2 separate regions of the Rattus norvegicus genome follow, and region 2 is linked to region 1. A link is a contact called in public Hi-C data. All regions are on one chromosome and are shown on one strand. Each heading gives the region's core, a stretch centred on a gene start, on an enhancer-like site or on the middle of the called end of the contact. The rest is flanking DNA. Distances are from core to core; before and after follow the strand shown.

Region 1 (2,700 bases), core at 171-2,670:
TGTGGCTGCCATCTCTGATGAGACCTCAGCTTTCTCCAGATTGGTGGCCGGGTCTTATCCTAGCAATGGCCATGTGTACAAGAAGCAGCTGTCACTCGGTCTAGTAGGGACCCAGGTTTTAAGGCCACCTCTGAAGCTCACCAGCCTGTGACTCCACCTGGCTGACCTTAGGAATGATGCAGTGAAAGCCACCCACGGGCTTGTTAGTAGAAGGGGCTGTCTCCCTCCCCAGCCGCCTCCTCCCCAGCAGTGCTTGGGCCTCAGGTTGGCCCAATCCCTTCCAGGGGAGGAGACAACCCTATTCGGGTAACTGCTGGAGGAATGACTGTGGGGGTGTCAGAGCAGAGAAAGGGTGTCCGCTGGGCTGCACTGAATCTGACCTACAGCCAACTTGCTTCTTCTCTGAACTACCCTCCCCCAACACACACACACACACACACACACACACACACACACACACACACACACACACACACACCACACTCAGCCTTTGCCCAAGGATGCTGTAAATATCCAGCCTTATGCCCAAATACTTGTGAAGACTTGGAGCAGTGGGGGTGAGGGGCGGGGCAGACAGGCTGACAGGGCCCGTGCAGTCTCCCACCACTGCCCTGTCATCAGGTCATTTCTCCGGTTCTGAGCTTCAACTTGTGTAAAATCGGGGTGCCTTTTCTTAGGAACACGCTTCTTTGCAAACAGGCAGTGACAGCCTCGGCGCGCTGACCTGTTCCACAATCACTAGGTATTTTCAACGAGGCGTGGCGTCCCCGGCCTCCGCACGCCCGCCCCACGCCCCTCGCCCACCGTGGCCTTTCTCCGGTCTGGGAAATTCTAGGGCGCTTATAACTAGGGGGCGGTGCGCTCCGCAGCAGCGGCTCTGATGGGGCTTGGAGGGCCCCCAGCTGAGCGGACACCCGAGCGGGGTGCAGCCCGGCGCGCGTGGGAACGCCGCCAAGAAGTAGCACGTGTGGCGGGGGCGCATGCGGGCTGTACGAGGAGACCCGGGACACCCGCGCCCGGCGGCCCCCCTGAAGGCTCCGGCCCGGGGAAGCCCCGATGCCCCACTCCGGTTCGCTCATCAGCGACCTCCGGCTGTAACAAAGGCACGGGGCGCACGGCCAAGGCCAGGAGAACCAGGCGGGGTCCCCACGGCCCCGCAGGGGTGCGGCTCCGGGGATCAGGCTCGGGCAGCCAGGCTCTGGCTTGCACCCGGGCTCCGCGGCTGCGGCGACCCGGGGAGTACCAGGCGCTCCGCGCCACCTCGGGGCGCGGCTCCGGGCGTACCTGGCAGGGTCCGGTGCACCGTGTTGCCCATCGCTGCTCCGAGAGTCGCGGCGCGGGGCTAGCTGGGCGGGCCGGGGGCCGAGGCCGGGCTGCGGGGCATTGCCGCTGCACCGGCGACCGGCGGGCGGCAGATGGGCGGCGCGGGCGGCGGCGGGAGGAGGCGGAGCCACGGGCCCGGGCGCGCCCGCCCCGCCCCCGCGCCCGCCGCCAACCGTGCCGGGGCGGGGCCGTGGCCGCCGCCGCGTCTTTTGAAAGTTTGCACCGGTAGCGCACTGGAGAGGCGGGGCTGGCCTCCCGCCCTCGCCGTTCCCGCGCGGACAGCGCTGGCTCCTTCTGCCACACGGGAGGGGCCACAGGGCACAGAGGCCTCCTCCAGGCACTGGGCCACTTTGGGTGGTGCCTGGACTCCGGGACGGAGAGCACACATGCAGGTCACCCTGGACAGTGACAGGGGCTCCATGACAGTCCATCCAGGGTGAGATGGGGAGGGGTGGGAACTTCTCCATTCCCTAGGCCACATACCTAGGAGGAGTGACTTCAGTGTGTATAAGCGGGGTAGTGGGGGGAAACCCAGACTTCAGCGCACCCTGCCTTCTTCATTAAAGTACTGCCCACACCCTCAGCCCCGTGTGGCACAGTCCACTGCTCTTAAGGATGGAACAGGAAAAATTAGCAATTAAGATCACACAGTGGGGTTGGGGATTTAGCTCAGTGGTAGAGTGCCTGCCTAGAAAGCGCAAGGCCCTGGGTTCGGTCCTCAGCTCCAGAAAGAAAGAAAGAGAGAGAGAGAGAGAGAGAGAGAGAGAGAGAGAGAGAGAGAGAGAGAGAGAGAGAGAGAGAGAGAGAGAGAAATCACACAGTGATCAAAGCCAACGATAACATTTAGAGTGTCAGGTAGCACTGGCTGAACGTTTTCGAGAGAATTGGGGTGCTGTGTGAGGTGGGTTGTGTTGTGTGTGGTGGGGGGAGGTTCGACCATTCCCCACTGTACTGGTCTTTTCTCAGTACCTTCCGGCCTTGGCTACTCTCCTGTGCTGAAGCCATATGGCTCATGCCACCCCTGTCCCAACTCACAGGCTGACACACCAAAATGGGGGGCTGACACACCAAGATGGGGGAGGTGTGATAATTCGTCTGAGGAGACCCAGTCCCTAACTATTACTTTCAGCCTCCCATACTCTGTATTTTCATCAGCTTAGGAAGCAAGGTTATCACCTCCACGGCAGGGACAGGGTAAACTGAGGCTCGGTGGGTGGAAGAGATTCCCAAACCGATCTCCCAGTTACTGAGGGCCTTCGCTCTGGATGACCCTGGGGTACTTACAGAGGTCGCCATTGCTATAAAAGGAATTGAGGAATTTCACTCAGATAAAATGACTCAGGGCAAAAGGACGTTGTGGCGGCAGGGTGGGGAAGC
Region 2 (2,700 bases), core at 17-2,516, 100 kb after region 1:
TTGTTTTTTTAAATACCTGCTGTATGTATACATGTGTCTACAATTCGCTTTTCTTTTTCCAACATAATCCCCTGTCACTTACAGAGGAAAGCCTTCTGAAGTAATGATTTACAATCCTAACAAGCCTGTATAAAAGACGCGCAATCCAGATATTTTATTGATGATCCTATGCCTGGATTGGGCAGGGCTAGGGCTGTCCTCACTCAATCCCCAGCTACAACACCCCCATTACTCGACGTTTCTCCTGCCCACACGGTTCTGGTCTATGGTGGCTTCCTCCTCCTCAGTCTTCCTCTCCTCCTTTCTCTCTCTCTACCTGCAACTCCCTTCTCAAACCTCCAGTCCTACCCTCGTCCCTCCCCTGCCCAATCACAGGCTCCAGCCTTTTATTGACCGGTTAAGCTGTGGAGATGGAGTCATAACTTGGGTACCTGAGGATCTGCTCCACACACTCCCTGCTTGTAAACATCCCTGCCTCAGTTTCCCCACCAGTGGCATGGAGGCATCCCCTAAAGGACATGGGCAGGCGCTGGTGTACCCTGAACTGTCTGTCCATCAGCCTAGGCGGGCCTCCTCTGCTCCACCTCCAAAGCCCCCCCCCCCTGATCCTTTGTGACTCACCCCCTCCCCGCCTCCCTGTGGTCTGCTCTGCTGCTTCTAGGGCTGCGAAAAAGAGCTCGGTGGCTGTCTTAAAATAGCAGCCCGTCTCTCTCCTGTGTGCCTCTGAAAGCAGCTGCGTTTGGTTTTGTCTGGAACTGTCTGGAAACTGAGACAATGGACTCAGGACACTGTCACCAATCCTCAGACATAGCAATCTGTCAATCAACTCTCACACCAGGAGCTCATGCAGGGAATAGATGATCTGCACCAAACGTTCCCTTCACAGGCATGGGTTAGAAGCCTAAACTGGGGACAGCAAGCCCTCCCCTCCCCACACTGCCCTGTGGGAAAGGACGCTAGCTCTGCTTCCCATAGGTAACAACACCAGGCAATCTCAAGCAAGCACCTCCCATCCATGAGACCATTTAACATCACAAAGCACCTTTCTGTCCTGAGACTGGGGGATGGATGAACTGTAGAACTGATTCGGCCCGCAGTGCTGGAGGGTAGGAGGGCTAAGGCATCTGCTGAGAGCCTCGAACCACACTGCAGGGTGGAGGATCTAGAGTATAAGAAAATAGTAAGCTCAGCTCTTATTGTAAAGACAGTGGTGCCACCTTGGGGCCCTCTCTCAGCTGTTTATGACTACCAGGCAGGCGGTCTCCAGCGCGCCCTCTGCAGGTCACTGCAGGTATGTGCAAGGCTACTCCAGTATCGTCAGCACCTCCAACATCACCATGCCTTTGCACAACCAAATGTTTGTTAAATGTCTATTTGTAGGGCCGCACTCAGATCCGTGTAATTGCCGGGGGTCAGTTCAGACACAGTGGCACTCTGGCGGGACTGTAGAAGGCATCTCACTGCCCTCGGGTAGCTTCTTGCATGCCAGGAGAGATTCCTATGCCACGTGAGGGAGGACAAAGATGTGGCAAGAGCTGACCTGGAGCCACGAGCGGTCCTGGATCTGATGGGAGAGCCGCGTTGAATGATGGGAGAACAATTCCGTTCTGGAATCCTGGACTACATAAACAGAAAGGCGGCTGAGCACAAGCTCTCTCTGCTTCCAGAATGTCTATACAATATGACCACCTCCTCTTCTGCCACCGTACCTTCCCACCATGATGGACTGTACTCCATAGAGCTATGAGCCATAGTAAACTGTTCCTTAAGTTGCTTGTACCCGGTTGTTACAGCAACAGTGACTAGTATTGAAAATTGGTACCTGGGGCAGGATGGGAAAGTGGACATCAGGAGGTGCTGGTGCTGCTGTGAGAAACCCAACCGTGTGGTTCTTAGATCTTTTGAATTGGTTTGTGGGAGACATATGGAAAAGCCTAGAATGTTATCCTAGAAAGTCCCTGGGACACCGTAAGCACAGACTAATGGAGACATTTTGATAGGAGCCTGAAAGACAAGGATGCAGAGAAACGTGAACAGTAGAGAGCCAGCAAGGCTTTGGGGGAAAGGCTCTCTCAGGAAGTGAGTTGAGGGACATTGTGTGGTATTCTGACTGCATTCTGCCTACGTCCTGAGAACATGAGTGGGGTTTTATTTAAGGAGAACAGGCTGCTGTGTCTGGCAGAGGAAATCTCCAGACAGGAGACCATTCAGGAGATCATTCAGGCTGTGGCAAGGTCATTGCTTACAGCTCTCACTGAGGCCCCCAGTGAGAGAGAAAAAGGTGTACCCGAAAGAGAAGATGATGTTTGGTTAAAAGGATGTGCAGGTAAGATTAAGTTTCAGGGAAGGGCCTAGCAAGCGCAAGGCCCTGGGTTCGATCCTCAGCTCCGAAAAAAAAAAAAAAAAGTTTCAGGGAAGGAGGATTGGGTGTGACTGTTAAGGAGATGAGTAAGTAGCATTAAAGAGAAGCAGACCCTGGTGACAAGAAAGGTGCCCTAAGGGTATGACACACCCCTAAAGGACTCCGTACTGTGAAAATGCATATTCATTTAAGAGGAACTAAGGACATCATATAGGGTTGGTTGAGTGATCCCAGGAAGTGTTTCCCAGGGCCAGCACTCAAAAGCCAGTGCAACTGTGGTCTCCACCCACCCAGGGAAGGCACAAGAACTTGGTGGCAACAACCACAGTTTTTGTGTG

Evidence for each region. A called contact is a pair of places that touch in the nucleus more often than the background predicts.
Region 2: a Hi-C map of the A7r5 cell line shows a contact between it and region 1, with 2.2 times the contacts expected there. The contact joins the enhancer-like site here to the promoter of Neurl1b in region 1. A contact is called at or near these places in 3 of 12 Hi-C or Micro-C datasets (the A7r5 cell line, frontal cortex and psoas muscle).

What each region holds. Positions count from the first base shown.
Region 1 is chr10:17,287,942-17,290,641 of GRCr8, forward strand. It overlaps Neurl1b (neuralized E3 ubiquitin protein ligase 1B), which reads right to left and starts at 1,421. Exons shown (of 5, transcript NM_001142652.2): 1 at 1,285-1,421. The coding sequence starts at 1,315. It overlaps LOC102555877 (a long non-coding RNA gene), which reads left to right and starts at 1,500. Exons shown (of 3, transcript XR_005490106.2): 1 at 1,500-1,759.
Region 2 is chr10:17,391,660-17,394,359 of GRCr8, forward strand. No RefSeq gene overlaps it. Among named protein-coding and RNA genes, the nearest start is that of Sh3pxd2b, 30 kb to the right of the region's middle. Within about 2 kb of position 1,267, at least 12 of the 93 cell types and tissues checked have an H3K27ac peak or open chromatin away from gene starts, as enhancers often do.